Linked DNA regions of Anas platyrhynchos: region 2 is linked to region 1. Evidence: chromatin contacts called from public Hi-C data. All regions are on one chromosome and are shown on one strand. Each heading gives the region's core, a stretch centred on a gene start, on an enhancer-like site or on the middle of the called end of the contact. The rest is flanking DNA. Distances are from core to core; before and after follow the strand shown.

Evidence for each region. Hi-C and Micro-C count contacts between places; a contact is called where the count stands out from the background.
Region 2: a contact with region 1 is called in a Hi-C map of subcutaneous adipose tissue, with 2.8 times the contacts expected there. The contact joins the enhancer-like site here to the promoter of PLB1 in region 1. A contact is called at or near these places in 2 of 8 Hi-C or Micro-C datasets (skeletal muscle and subcutaneous adipose tissue).

What each region holds. Positions count from the first base shown.
Region 1 is chr3:38,528,773-38,536,267 of IASCAAS_PekinDuck_T2T, forward strand. PLB1 (phospholipase B1) reads left to right here and starts at 4,428. Exons shown (of 60, transcript XM_072035722.1): 1 at 4,428-5,261; 2 at 5,631-5,689; 3 at 6,208-7,495.
Region 2 is chr3:38,943,515-38,951,009 of IASCAAS_PekinDuck_T2T, forward strand. TTC7A (tetratricopeptide repeat domain 7A) reads right to left here. Exons shown (of 20, transcript XM_027454067.3): 4 at 6,412-6,542; 5 at 4,602-4,723. Among named protein-coding and RNA genes, the nearest start is that of TTC7A, 21 kb to the right of the region's middle. Within about 2 kb of position 4,662, at least 3 of the 8 cell types and tissues checked have an H3K27ac peak or open chromatin away from gene starts, as enhancers often do. A contact at or near this core is called in subcutaneous adipose tissue, where this site is marked.

The DNA.
Region 1 (7,495 bases), core at 3,178-5,677:
TTCCTCCTGAGGACTGGAACTGCTGCTCCACAACCATAGGAGTGTTTTTCCCCGTTCCCAGCCACAGGGGCCGGGAACGTGTTGGTCTCAGGAGCTAAATGTTGTAGGAATTTGGTGTCCTCTGGTGGCAGCTGTGAGAGTTACAGCAGCCAGAAGCAAGCTTTGGCCTCGCCATGCAGGTGGCCATGGGCGCCAGTGGGCCGTCCCAGGGCCTTGCTCTCCAGGTGGAGCACTGATACTCCTTTCCACCTGCACTGTAAATATTCCTGTGCCTGCCTGGCATCTCTTGTTTCTATATGCTCACCCCTCCTATTTATTTTGTGCCTGGGGAGCCGCTCCCCTTCCAGGAGCGCTGAGGGCTGCGTGACTTTGGGTGCAAGATTGACATGGTGGTGGTTGCTTGTTGTTCACCTGGGATTTCTTCATCTCACAGAAGGGAATTTAGCTTCTGCGAGGACCTCTGCACAGTTAGCGAAGGCTTTTGCTGCTTGCCTTTGCATGGTCCTTAAGGAAAATAGCTGCGCTTGGTTTCAAAGGCCTTTTAATCCACTTATTTGCAGGCACTGAATCTGTTACTGCCCAGGCTTGCCCAAATGTGGTTCCACTCACCAGGTGAAAAAGCTGGCAAGTGAGAAGGCACAGAGCACCTGGACAGGCCATGCCTGACTCTTTTTTAGCCACAAAACAGGTGAGAGCATCTCAGAGCATTGTGTAGATGGTGAATACTACAAGTGGGAGGACGCGTTTGCCACAGCTTGTGGTGTGTAAAGTACGTCAAGGGAGCATGCTGAGCCTTATGCTCCTAGCTCCAGGTGCCTCTGCTGGATCCAGGCAAAAAGTGATCATTTGCCAGGAACTTGAAGTTCAATGGTCTGTGTTTGGAACAACTGCAGTAAGAAGGGTCAAAAAGCCTCATTGCTTGCGAAGAAAAGCAGCCTTACTACCTTTCCCCCATCTCACAAACTATGTTACCACTTGGTAGTCTTCTCTATTTCAAGGGCAACACAGGCATTAATAATGCAAAAGGAATATAGCACAGCTGGGGCTGCCTCATGGAGGTCAAAGGGATATGTTTTCTGACCTGTAGAGGCAAGCTGAGAAACAAGCTTCTACAGGCGAGTGAGGTTAACAGAGGATTTTTTAGGGTGTGGGTACGTGGACTTTGCGAGCCTGCGATGCATTGGAACCTATACAGGCTGACCCTAAGGAGCCTGTGCATTGCACCTTCTTGTAGAAAGAGCTTGAGAGAGCACAGGAGGGTCAGGAGTTTCCCACGCTGTTGCTGCAGTCCCAGCTCTGGCTGAAAAACAAAACAAAACAAACAAACAAACAAAACCTTTTGTGGTGTGAATACAAACAGTATAATGCTGGAACTGCTTGAGGAATTTTATAACTTGATGGAAAAGGATGGGAGAAAGGGAATGCTACTGTTTCTATTTCAAAGAGAATCACAGCACTTTGAGACCTACGCTTAAATTCACAGAGGTATTTATTTGGGTGTGTGATTTCCAGGCAAGTTTTTGAGAATTGGGTGCTTGGGATCTGAGACTCAATAGTCTCGCCCCAAGACTCACAGGAAGAGAATCTACATTTTCTGGTCCCTGCTGTAAAACACCATCCCCACGCCTATCGGAGGCGGACAGACTGCTTCCTTTGCTATCTGCCTTCCTGCCAGTGCTGCTGTCTCACGGCTGTGCTAGCACCAGCTGACTCTCCAAGGCTGGGGCTGTAAACAGGGCTCTTCAGAAACCAGCATTATCTCCTGATCTGATAACAGAGGGGCCAGCTGAAGACGAGGCCATGGGAAGTATCTGGTCTTCTTGCAGCCCAGAGACTTAAACTAATCCTCACGCTGCAGTAATGTGAGCAAAGAGTCTTTTGCAGAAGATCTCCGAATTTTGAGTTGTGCTGTTTGGTGCTCTCAGCCATAGCTGGGCCTCGGCTGACCAGCAGAAAGGCAGTGATGAGCTGAGGGACCCCCCTGTACCCAGCACTGGGGTTCCTCGCTTCTGTGGAGCTGTGGGGATTTCACCGACAGCATGATCTGCAGCCCACTCGCCCTGAGAGCCCCCTCAGGGTATATTCTTGTGTGCACAGCCAAAGAAGCAGACCCAACACGGTGTGCATGTCCGAGGATGGGAGCTCTGCTGTGCCTCTGCAGGTGTGGGCAGGCTCCAGAAGCTCTCCCTGAGCTGGGTGGGGGTCACTGGCAGCTCCCATGCAGAAGAGGGGAGCAGAGCTCACTTCTCCTGCTGGGTGCAGCCCCTGGCCCTTTCCCCGTTGACACTGTGACAGCCTTTGCAGACTCACAGCTAAGATGGGAAGAGGGCAGCACTTCATACATGCTCTTCTTTCAAGTGCTTGGCACACCTGAAACGGGCCTGAAACATGGCACTCTTTCCAGACCTGAATTTTAGTTTCCAGTCATGGTATTAATTATTATTAATTAATATTAATTAATTAATGGGGTGGGACCAGCCTCACAGCAGAGCCAGGCACAGCTGATGGAGATGTGCTCTGGGCTTTCCTTCCATGCCAGCAGCTAAAGGGCTTGCGCCCTTGCCAGTCAGACACTCACTGCGGGAGGTTGTGCCCCCCTGCAGGCATAAGGGTTAAATTTTGAGTTTCGTTCACTTTTGGGGCCGGAGGTCTTGTTGTAATGCTGCTGCCTTGGGCTACTGCTGGGTGTTTGCAGGAGGCTGCTGCTTCATGGCTTATCCAAAGCATGGACATAACTTCAGCAGTGATCTCACTGACATTTATTGCCACAGTTCAAGTCTCTATAGCAGCTCTGCCAATCCCAAATAACCAAGCGAAGAGTCCAGTGCTCCAGTCATGTGCTCAGCTTAGACAAATTCACAGTCAGAAGCGTATTTGAGGCTTTTCGTTTGCACTTGTTTTTACAGGTATTCCTTTCTGAAAGCCATGATAGAAACGCCTAAGACCCTCCCTGCCAGCAGTTCCAGAAACCTGTGTTTTAAGGGGAGAGCCAAATATTAGGAGGCATTTCGCCTGCTTTCTGTTGCCTCACCACATGCGGAGAGGTGTATTCCAGCTCCTGCCCGAAATGACCAAATAAACTTCTGGTTTCTTCTTCTCCACTGAGTATTTGCAGTCTCTCCAGCAGATGGTAGCAGCCTCCTTTAAACTGGGCAGCGCTCCTGCCTGCTGCTGCAGGATTCCTGCCCTGGGGCTGATGTCTCTGCCTGCCCTTGGCATCCTTTCATGCCCTGACCCTCTGCTGCACTCCTGGCCTCTCCCGAGGTGGCAGATCTCCTGTTTAGGTCCGCAGCACGCACTGAGCTTACCAGCAACGTGGATTGCAGCAAGACAAGGCAACGGCACATCACGATAACACGTCTGACTGTGGTATATGATTTATTCATAGCCGTTCCACACTACTCTAATGGTCTACCCATTACAGACTGGGGTGTGATGGATGGAACAATGCAAGGATATGCTTCCTGAATAAAAAATTCAGGATCTAAAGCCTTGGCTAGGCAGTAGGATTAGCTGAAGCATTCACAAGGCACAGACAGGCTGAACCTTCAAGTGAAATGGAGAATCAGTCAGCTTTATATTTCAACAGTAAGTCCTCTGCTGTGCTGCTGTAACATCACAGTTCTGTGGGTGTGATTACATTACCCTCTGATATATGGCCTTTGCCTATTAGCAGCTGAAAGAACTATGTCCCTAACATACAGTAAAAGTTTGTGTGTGTGATGGCAATCATTTTGTGTTTAATTATGAGTGGTTGAGTGCTGCGTTGTTGGTTTTTCTTTAAAGGTGCAGCCATAGATTCATTACTTTGCATTTTAAAACACTGGTCCTATAGGTGAGGACACAAATAGATTGTCAGGGTTTCTGGTTTTCAATATTCTACATGAGGAAAAAGGAATGCAGGAAAAAGCTCCATTTGAGTGAGCAGATAAAGCAAAACTTAAAGGCAAGGTAGAGAAATCCATTGACTTTCCCACCTCTACCTCCCATACAATATATGAGGGGTGAAGCTCTTAGGTATTATTATAATCTACCTAAAAACATGGTAACAGGCCAGAAATTCTGACTAACATGTTTGAGAGCATGTATTTGAATATATGTTTGGGTGTTGCTCACTTTAGAGCTCTAATAGTGGCCTGACTTTTGGTTTTGTAGCGTTTCACTCCCTTGGGCCTAGATATGTGAAACAGGTACATTTGCTGGAGAAAATACAGAGGCACAAAACTGCTCTTAACCACCATGTTCCTCAGAAAGCTCTTCCACACAGTTGTGTCATTAACTTTCTCATCCAGGGCAGATGACAAGAAGACTGACACAACACAGGCAAGATCAGGTACAAAGTCTATCCAGCTGCCTGTCCCACCCAAGCAGCAGCAGGAGGTGCTTTAGGCAAGGCAGAAGATGTTCTGTAGACCATTAAGTAATTAGCTATGTGGCTGCAGTTCCCTGGGGTATTCCTAAATGCTGTCAGCTGGGGGTTGGCTCATGGGCTGCAGCTCTCCACAGCTTCTGTGAGATGTGGCTTTGTCCTTGCAGTGATGGAGAAGCTTCAGCTCCTCTCTGACACCTTCTCCGTCTGTGAGAAAATTCTCTCTTCTCTCTTGCCAGCTTCTTTGATCTTTGCTGCCACCTGCTATTTGCTATTCAATCTAGGAGCTATTTTGATGCTTGGGTGGTAGGAAGAAGTGTTTACAGAAGACTTACAAGCCTTGCAGTTAGTGATATTTCCCTTCTGGAGCACGTCACAGAGTCTGAAGACCTAATTCTTACTCTTGGAGCTGTGGTTTATGGCAAATGTATGAATTAACGCTACCTTCCTTCTTTTGCTTGGTGTACAGTGACGAAGAAGCTTTCTCTCTAAAATTTTAAACATTCCAGTTCTTTAAGGAGGCTGTTTCTCAGACTTAATGAGAAGTTTCTGCTGAGGAATGAAACAGCCACAAACCCTTGTACCTAATGACAAAGACCACTAGAGGAAACTCCCATCTGCACAGTGCCATACTGACTCACAGGCCATGATGGCCTTGACCAGCCTCACCTGGGGCCTCACCAGCCCTGCCAATGGTCCCAGGAGCTCTGTTTTAAGCCAGTTTGCGGAGCTGCTGGCCCATGGGTTATTCTGATGGTGTGTAAGCTTCTAGTTTTTTGCTACCTTACTCCTGGTCAAAGGAGCTAGGGTGTCAAACCAGGTTTCTTGTTGTGAGACCCTGATGTGGAACAAGCTCCTCTTTCTCGGAGTTGAATATGCTGTTATGTTGGAGGTGAGCAGCTGTTTGTACTGGTGAGGCCTATGGTATGTTTGTGCTGGGATGAGGTTAGAGACTGGGGGGTGGACGAACTTTTCTCCTATCTGCGCAGATTCTTACTTCTATGTTATTCTGCGTAATAGCTGTTCATATTCTAAATATATTTTTTACTTTCTCATTTTTTTGCAAAGTGAAGTGGGTGCAAGATCTGTGCAGTGCATTTCCTCAAATAATATCAAATTTCAGCCATAAAGCCATAAAAAGCCATTTGAAGGATGAGCTATCTTGCCTGAGATATCAGGGGTGTCAGTGGTTTGCTTAAGCATTTTAAGCTGTTTACTGAAGCAGTTGCCCTTCTTAAACATTCTCCTATTATCTCTGCAGGAGGTCCAGTTGGGTGTCAGGAGGCTCAGAAGAGACCAGAGGACACCCCAGAGCTTTGTGTGAGGACAACAGGATGCTCTTCAGGGGTTAGATCTGAATGCTGTAACTGAGGGAGTAGCGGAGTCTTGCTCGGGAGTGTAATGTTGCAGTGCAGCAGTCACTTGTGTGTGTTTGAATCTGCAGGAGTGATCAGGCTGCTGTGAAGGTGTTGTAGCCAGGGTTTTGCAGACTTGGGCACACTGTATGCATGCTCAAATACGTGATGCTTGGGCTGACTGCCTGCATCTAAACATTGATGTAGTCCTACTGTCTTGTTTGATACTGACTTGTGTGTATATAAAATTCCTCTGCAGTGCTGGAGTGCCTGTGGTGTGCTATAGGCATGGTATGCCCTGAACTGGCACTTTAGCTGTCAGGTCATGGTGCTTGTTCAAATCAGGAAAACTAGTCTGTAAGTCTGATCAGCCTGGGCCTTAGGACCATGCTAGTTTGTGGTCAACTCAGTGTGAAATCCTGTTTGTTGTTGAACATTGTCTGACATAATGAGGGCAGAGTGAGCTATACTGCTTGTCACCAGTGCTTTGTCTTGGCAGATACCTATGAGGAATGCCACAATGAAGGAAAACTTGCCAGAAGGACAACTACTGCTTCATCCCATGGGATATAGGCAGAGGTCTTCACTAACCTGCCTACTGCCGGCGCTGATAGTACCGTACAGGCTCTGCATTACTTCCCTCTGTACCTTTATTCTTATTCTCCCACTATCAGGAATGTTATGGGCTCGGGTGCCAGGAGAGGTGATACATCCCTGACGAGGTGTTTGGGCTCAGCCACTTGTGAGGGATATATTTACATTATCTCACTTCGGGGCAGGGTTTCACAGCGCAAGGTAGAGCTGTGCTGGATGCAGGACTTGCTCTCCTCGCTCAGATCGTGACCATCCCATGCTCTTCTGTGGTGTCTCTGTTCTTCACAATACTCTGGGACTCAAACTTAGGTTTTTGGAGTTTCAATGAGATAAATCAGCTTTCGGAAGGACACAGTGGCTCTGGATCTAGTGGAAGAGAGGCGCAGTGTGAGGCTGTTTGAAGGCAAGGAAAAATCAAAAGGAGAGAAGAGGAAGAACACAACTTTGGGTGGATGTGTCCTGCTATGTAGGGCTGAACTGCCCTGTAGCCTAAGAAACTGAGCCTCCTTCCGTGTTCAGTAGAGACAGACTAATAAGTTACTGTGTTGTGCACTGCAGGGAAGAGCCTTGACTCTGCTGGAAGTTGACCTGTGTGACCTTAGTGCTGATATTTGCTGAGAGCTCCCCTGCAAAGAGACCGGTTCTCTCTGAACACAGGCAGAAGTCTTAACAGGACACTAGATTTCGTTACATCCCACGAGAGCGTTTGCACGGTTTGCGCTGTGTGACACTAACAAGCTGTTAAAGTGTTTTAAAGTAGAATGCGGGCAACATGTCTGCTATATGCTAACTATGCAAATCTGTAAGTGCTCATTCGTTGCACTGGCAATAAAATACACCTGCTAGTCACGTGCTGTTCTGCGTGGTGTTTATCACTGGCAGCAACCTGAAAGCTACTGCTGCTCCCCGCTGCAGTCTGCTCTGATAAATCGTGTAGCTAATGCCTCATAGACAGAAAGGATGAGCAAAATGCTGGGTTGGAGTGCCTAGTGGAGAAGTGGGAGAAGCTGTGCCACTTTACTCCTTTGACCCATGGATGGGGCTATTTATAAACTAAGGTTGCAGAGCTCCTTGAAATAAGAAATGCAAATGTTATCGTTGTTTTGCTTTCCAAAGGTAAAGAGGCTAATAAATTTTATGGCTGCTGAGTTATCAACCTGGTAGAATATAAAAGAGG
Region 2 (7,495 bases), core at 3,412-5,911, 410 kb after region 1:
GTGCTCCAAGGCACTGGAAGGCCAAAGAGCACAGACACACTTCATTTTGAGCGTATGAATGCTACTCATGATTACAATGGACTTACTGTTCCACATTAACAGATGCCCTTCATATATTAAACGTGCAGTTGATGAGGTTTCTGAAAATAGAACCTGAAGAAAGCAAAAATAAAAGCAGATCTTTGAACAGAAATAAGCATGTGTTGATAAGCAGATGAGGATGTAAACACAAAACCCTTGGCAATCCACGGTGAATCCGTTTGATCTTGTCTAGATCAGGAATTAAGCAATTCTGAGCTCCCCCAAGATTGGGACAGAAGACTACCTGGAAATCCAAGGTACTGGTGGCTCAAGTCAGGGCATCAGAAGTGAACATTAGGTCATGGAAATTACACAAGCTGAAAGACCCCATAGGCCCCTGCTGCACTGCTGAAATGCCAGAGAAAGAAGTGAGGAGGAACAGGAAGAAAAAAGCACGTGGTCATTAAATGAACTGCCTTGGTTTTAACCACAAAGGTAGCAAGAGAAGTATTTTAAAAGCCATGATGAAATGTGGTTTAGGATTCAATTACATTTAATTTAATATAGAGGAACAGAAAATCATGAGTACAAACTGTGACAGACAACATCATGAGTGGCTCAGTCCAGCTTGGCATGAAAATACTTTTTTTTCCCCCCACAGGTACCCCCCCTTATAAAGGGTAATTAATTACCAAACTACTAATTAGTCACACCACATTTATGTCATATTGTTTGACTACTACTACACAAAATTTTAAGATAAGACCATGAAGAAATACACTGTTTTCTGTGCAAATTGATGGGAAAGAAATACAGATACTAAGCCAAAGAGGACCCAAAAGTAAGCATCAGAAGATCGTGTTCTCATCCCCACTCATTAACTGTAAAAACCTAGGCACTAACAGGTGGAAGAGATCATCTTCAGATGACCGCATGGCAATTTGCAGAGCCAACTCTCTGGGGGAAAGCACACAAACAGCAGCAACACTGTTGCCTCTGCACAGCTCCTTTTGCATCTCTCACAGGTTTCTAAAAATTCATACTCTCTCCTTCAACAGCGGTTCATGCAGAGGCATAAAAAGCACCCACAGACAACAACCCTGGATTCTTATGAAAGATGCAAGATGAGTAACTACAACAAAGAACACAACATTTTCCCAGTGGCACCCTAGTAAGTATGACCAAAAAAAAGACCACCAAAACAACAATAAAAGCTTAGCATTTATCTAGTTTCATCCAGTAGACAGGAAGACTCAAAATTAATAACTACCTTTACTAGGTGCTAGACTGGGAGGACTGAGGAGGGGATGAAGGGCAAGCAAGCCCATATAAATTCTTCAGAAAAGATTAGTATTCTGGCAGAGACTGTCCTACCTTTCTAGATTAGATTCCACTGTAAAAATAACACATACATGAAGTTCCTCTTTCAAAGTGCCTTTCAACAGAAGCCTGTAAAATTTCAAAAAGGGAACTGAGAGCGCTAAAAAAATATGACAGGAGGAAGGAAGAAAAGAACTGTGTAAGCTTGCCCTCATAGGCAATTTCATCAGGGTTTTCTGAAGTAATTCAGGTCCCTGACTTGAAGGCTCATAAGGAAATCAGATTTTTACTGAGTGTTTAATGCTTATTTTTTCAGAAAATCTTTTTCTTCAGAAGCGTCTAGAGCTTCCAAAACCAACAGCATCCTCTGGAAAGCCCTGACATTTTTATTTATTTTGCCTTTGCTACTCCACACAAACTTCAAATGTCATTAAAAGAGCAGCATAGAAATAACCATTATGCTGCACAGGTGAAGCCTATTTGCTCTAAGCAAATAAGAGCATTTAGACCAAGCCCCTGCAGCACTATAAAATAATAATACCCATTCCCTTCCAACTCAGGATATTCTATGATTCTATGATTCAATACGAACTAAAGGCAGTCAAGGATGAGCCTAACCTTCACAGAGAAGTCACTCAGAAAATCAGAAGCAAACGCTAACATGAAAGGCAACAGGCTGCATACTACAGTACAACGTCTGCCTGCCTATCTTCTGTATCCACAGCATCAACGCCGAACAAACAGAAGAAAGCTTCCTCGGGATGCAGAAGGGCAAACTGCAGAAGTGTGCTTTCAGCAACGCAGTGTTGTTTAAGTAAATATCTCTTAACAGCATCGAGGCTGGCACAGCTGCAGAACTTGCTGGTCCTTACAGCACGCACCTTTGCTTTGTAGGGGTGCGCATGAGCGAGGGAGGTGCCTTCTTTTCAGCACCACACACTACAAGAGGGAAGGGCATCCCTGATCATACTCCAGGATGTTGGCAGCAGGAACAAACACAAGCAGGACAACACCTCTCCCATCTCTCAGCTCACCTGGCCGAGGAGACGTCAGCCCTCCTAAAGGAAATAAAGCATTTGCTATTCATTCTCTACACAAGGGCCACTGGGAAAGGACCTCCTTTCCTAGGACCTATCCCCCATCAGCCTGGGAGATCAAAGGCCTATTTCCTACTTGGACAAGCTGAAACCAACAACATTTCTTTGAGCCTCTGGATATTGGGTGGAGAGATTCATTACATACAGGAAAAACCTTCTCCCCTCACCCAACCCCCCTTCCTTAATACATCCCAATGCTGCTTATGCCCTCTCGTGGCAGAAAATGCACACTAACACAAGCAGAAGGTACAGAAACAATCTGGGGATTCCTGTTTGTCTTATTTTCCCATTGGCCCTTTAATTTCACTGGATCTTGCCTCTGATTTGCACTGACGAAGTGCAAAGCAAATGGAGCTTTGTTCCTGCCACAGCCAAACCAGCTCCAAGGCTGTTCTTCCATCAGGAGACAGCCACAGAGAACATTTCGCTGCTCGTGCAGCAATTCAGCTTATAATCAAAGCAGTTCTTGATTCACACACATATTTTGTTTCCAAATTGTTTTCTAGAAGTTTTTTTTTTTTTAAAGGCTATCATTAAAATAACGTGGGAAGGGAGCAAGTAGGGCTCCCAGTAACAGCTGAAACAACCCACTGGATATACTGAACTGATGAATACTGAATTTAAAATGCTGCTGAATAAAAGGAACACGAGTGAGTTCGTTATTCAAAAGGTGCCTAGAGGACATCAGTGCCATATGTTCTAAATGAGATTTTATTTTATTACATAGTTAATGAGCTTACTGGCAAGACCTGAGCTTTTGTTCGCCACCAAACCAGTAAAGGACTAATAAAGCCTACTCTTTGTGCTACAGCTGGACAACCACCACCTCACATGGGAAAACCACGTACCTCTCCCAGATTACTGAGATGATGCTAAGACTATGCCTTATACTTATAACCTCGTACTTCTTTACACATAGACTCATACTCAGTTGACTACACGGGTCATTCCATGACATCTGGGCTTGTGAATAAAGCCTTTGGGTTAAACAAGACTTACCTGAAGGCACCTACCATGGACATGCTTGCAAGTACAACTTCACTGTACATGCAGGTTTTTAACCCTGACTTCACATGAAACAATGTAGAACACCAAGGATACTCATAGTATAGGATATTCATATCACAGCTGCATTTAAATAGTTACTGGGGGAAAAAATGTAAGAAAAACCTGAACAGAAACTGTCCTTCCTCAAACAGAGAGGAGAGGTATCTTTTTTTTTTTCTACAGAAGAATCGAAGCTGTTTTTTTGTTTTGTTTTTTTTTTTTTTTTTTTTTTTTTTTTTTTTTTTTTTTTTTTTGCTATTTCCCTCCCTAGTTTTCTTTCTCTTCCTTCTTCACATATTTTTTATTTTCCTCTTCCTTCTCCATTCCACTCTTCCTTCAGAGTGAAGAAAAGGAGATAAAATTTCTTTAGGAGTGAAGGTAAAAAAAAAAAACAAAAAAACACAACCAAGATGAAATACTTTGAAAAGGTGGTTTGCTTAAGGAAGTTTAAAGAAGTTTGACCAGTGATACTACACAGAGCAGTGAGAAATTCAGTATGTGATTCCTTAAAAACAAATGTGATAATATGCTACAAACACAGGAGCAGGGAAGGAAGAACTCTTACAAGTGTTGTTTACAAGTGGTGAACAGATTGTCCCCACATGGCAATCCTCCCATCAAGTAAATGGAGTTTGAAGATACTGCCTATTTTAGGGGTCACCATGCCCTCTTCTACAGCTTTGGAGGGTGGGCACTGTCTCTGGTAAAACCACACAGAATTGGGGTTTTGATCAGGACATTAAGACCTTAAAAAAATAAAAAGAAACAACCCTTAAGACTTGACTGAGCTCTAAACCAGGTCTTGTGGCTGAGCATCTAAAAAAAACTCAGCAGTGTTTAAATTCCACTCACTCTCTATGGTCAGACTCCCCTCATCTCCACAGGGAGCAAAGCTGAGTCAAGACAACAAAACTGTTCTACTCCACCCTACTTGTGGGTCCGGAAAACTGAGAATTAGGATAGGGTGTGGGGAAGGGAGACCACAAAGAAAACCTGAAGCGAGCCAGCAGCAGAAAAAAAAAGTCACAACAGAACATATGAAGAAAGAAGCTTTCATCTGTTCTGAGACAAAACATGCAGTACTATCTATTTTTATTAACATCTGCATCCACCTACCCCTTCTTTAAATGAGTCACGTAGGCACTCTGTAGAGCTGCTTCCAGGAAGTAGGACAGTTCAAACTCAGAGTACGTCATGTTGCTGCCCTTTATACTCCTTGAATGTGTGCTGTTTAAGGTCTGCAAGGAAAGAAACCAGTGGGATTACAGACAACTCTTTGAACGAGCCATTTCCTCATGAGCCAGAGATATTGCCAGTAACAAAATGTTACTGTCTTCAACCTTCAGATTCCTCCTCAGAGGACTTGAAATCTTACTTTCATCAGCTATTCAAAAAACCTTCCGAAGTCAACTTTAAAATGAACTATACAGTGACTTCCATGAAACATCCCGTGTGCAATGTGAGTTTTGAAGCACCACCCCTTACTACTTTACACTTTTAATAAAGTGGAAAGCTACACATTAATATCGAGGGCTTCAGAAATATTACTCCAACCACACAGATCCAGCAGCTTGCACAGAAATATAAACACAATGTTTAAGTGAGTATATCCAGCTTAATATAATGTAAATATTTGTAAGAGTTAGTAAACTCTAAGGAGTATCAATGGAAGAATTTTAGTCTTTGCTCTTCTAGCCTTACCAAACCCCTCTTGCTTTGGCTTCCTTAGAAACTGTCTCTTCCAGTAGGGCTAACAAACAGCTTTCATTGCTGTAAGCTGCACTATGTAGACGCTCCAAAACAGGAATGAAAAGGACCTATGGACTTTGAGTATATGAATCCTGCATCCCTCTGAGTCCAGAAGATGAATGAATTGATATTCAAACTCTTTTTCTTCTTGGCATACACAAATTGTCAGTAAAAACATTTACAGTGCCCAGTACTGGCAGGAACTGGTCCTTCTGCAAGGAGAGGGCAGTACTTAATTTTAAATATAAAGACAAGTAGCTTTTTCCTTACAAAAAACAGACCAAATAAATTGTTATCTGGCTTTCCTCATGGATTTTTGTGTGCGTCCCAAGCTTATTTTTCTTGTTTTAATGCAATTTAAAATAAAATCTGGAACAAACACACCGTTGCCACTGAGAAGAGCAGAAATATCAGGTCAGAGGGTAAAAGGCAGTTAAGTTACAGAACAATAGGCAACATTCATTGCCTCAGTGATGCTCGTGTCAAGCATAATGCGTGGCAGAGGACAGGGTGTGAAAACTTACGGTGTGCCCCTGCTAAATGCAAGCAGGCAAAGCAGCAGATACAGAGATCTCTAAGCATGTGCCCAGTAAATCAGTGGCATGGATTACAGCTCAGTGCAGAGCTCACAGTACCCAGCATCCTAGCCAACCACTGACTAAGCAGTTAATTGATACTGATCCAGGTTCCTCCAGTTTCACCTGGAAAAGGCGAAGCACGAGCAATTAAACTGCTATCGTCGACCCAAAAGGTTACTTTGAGCTCATGAGGGATCTCGATATCCAGTGCTGTGTATCACTTACATTGCAGATACGTAAAACATCTCGGGTTCCTTCATGGTGGTGCTTGCTATGCAAAGCCTGTCATCCCTCCTTAGTAAGAGCTAAACTTGAGATAAAGACTCAAGCATATCTGAAGTATTCAAAGCTTTACCGCAGGCAAAACTGGTTTCCACACGTCATGCTCAGAAGAAACTGGCAGAGACCAGATAAACAGCTGTTTTGCAACTGCTTATACTGAAAAACTCAGCCCACAGAAATGCTAAGGCACTTCATTCTTTCAGGCTTGTTCTCATGTTCCTCGTCTATCACTTGACCTTTCCGCCACCAGTTCTGCTGTCAAAATCCCTCTATGTCCCACCCAGGTCACCAGGTAACACCCTGAGCACACTTCTTACCTTTTCAAGCTCCTGCAAGTACACTTGGGCAACGACACACGCAGTCTCGAAACAAGCCATGACCTCCTCCTCCCTCTCACACAGGCGAGCGCGTGAGGCGATTGAGTTGGTCGAGCGCTCCAGCGACAGACCTGCAAAATAGCAGCACCTTCCTGAACTGCAGCCCCCAACAGCAGCAGAGCCATGCTATACTTTTGTTTACCAGCTGATAGGAAGGCTTTTCCATAGGTAGGCTTCTCCCTAGTTTTAGGGACTTTTAGGAAAAGACACCAAGAAAATAAAATTCCTACACATGCAAGGCATTTTTTGTCATGCTGCTCTAAGCTATGGTACCACTGCATGCTTCTACGGTGCCTTTCAAAGATTTTATGAAGAAAGGACATACAGTCCCCCTGGCAGGGACAAGCAAACAGAGAAATTATGGCCTGTATTTCCAAAAATGGCTATAGATTTTGGGTGCTTCAACACAAGTGCTATTTCAGAAACACCCTGGCACTGGATTTGAGGGTTTCTAAGTGTCCACTATTCCAAGTGAAGCCTTCAATGGCAGCAGTTTTGAGGAACAAACTTGGAAAAAGATAAAACGGAGTTGGAAAATCTGAAGCCTCTTGTGGAAAGTCTAAGCACATGCAGATTGCACACGGACACACAGCAAGCTCTTGACAAGACATAAGAGACTCTTCAACTACACGATCACCCTCCTTTCCAAAGAAAAAAGTAATTGTTTTTTGTACTACTCAAACTGTTCCTTGTGTCACCAACCAACCCCTCTCATAAATATACATCATGTTAATTGGAGACCCACAGCTAATGCCCCTACAGCAGAACTCTTTATTATTTGATCTTTGTCTAGCATCCTACTACTATATCCTCTATATATCTAGGTCTACTTGGAGAGGCTGCTTATCTGCACACTTTTTACTTTGATCTACATAGATTCTCATATACTTATGCCACAGCGCATCTCCACAACACATCACTGTTTGGCAGCTCAGGCCTTCTACATCAAAGCAACTGCAGGGATGCCCAGTAGCCCACGCAGGTCGTAAACTGTTCCATACACGTTTCCCAATAAGTTTTATGT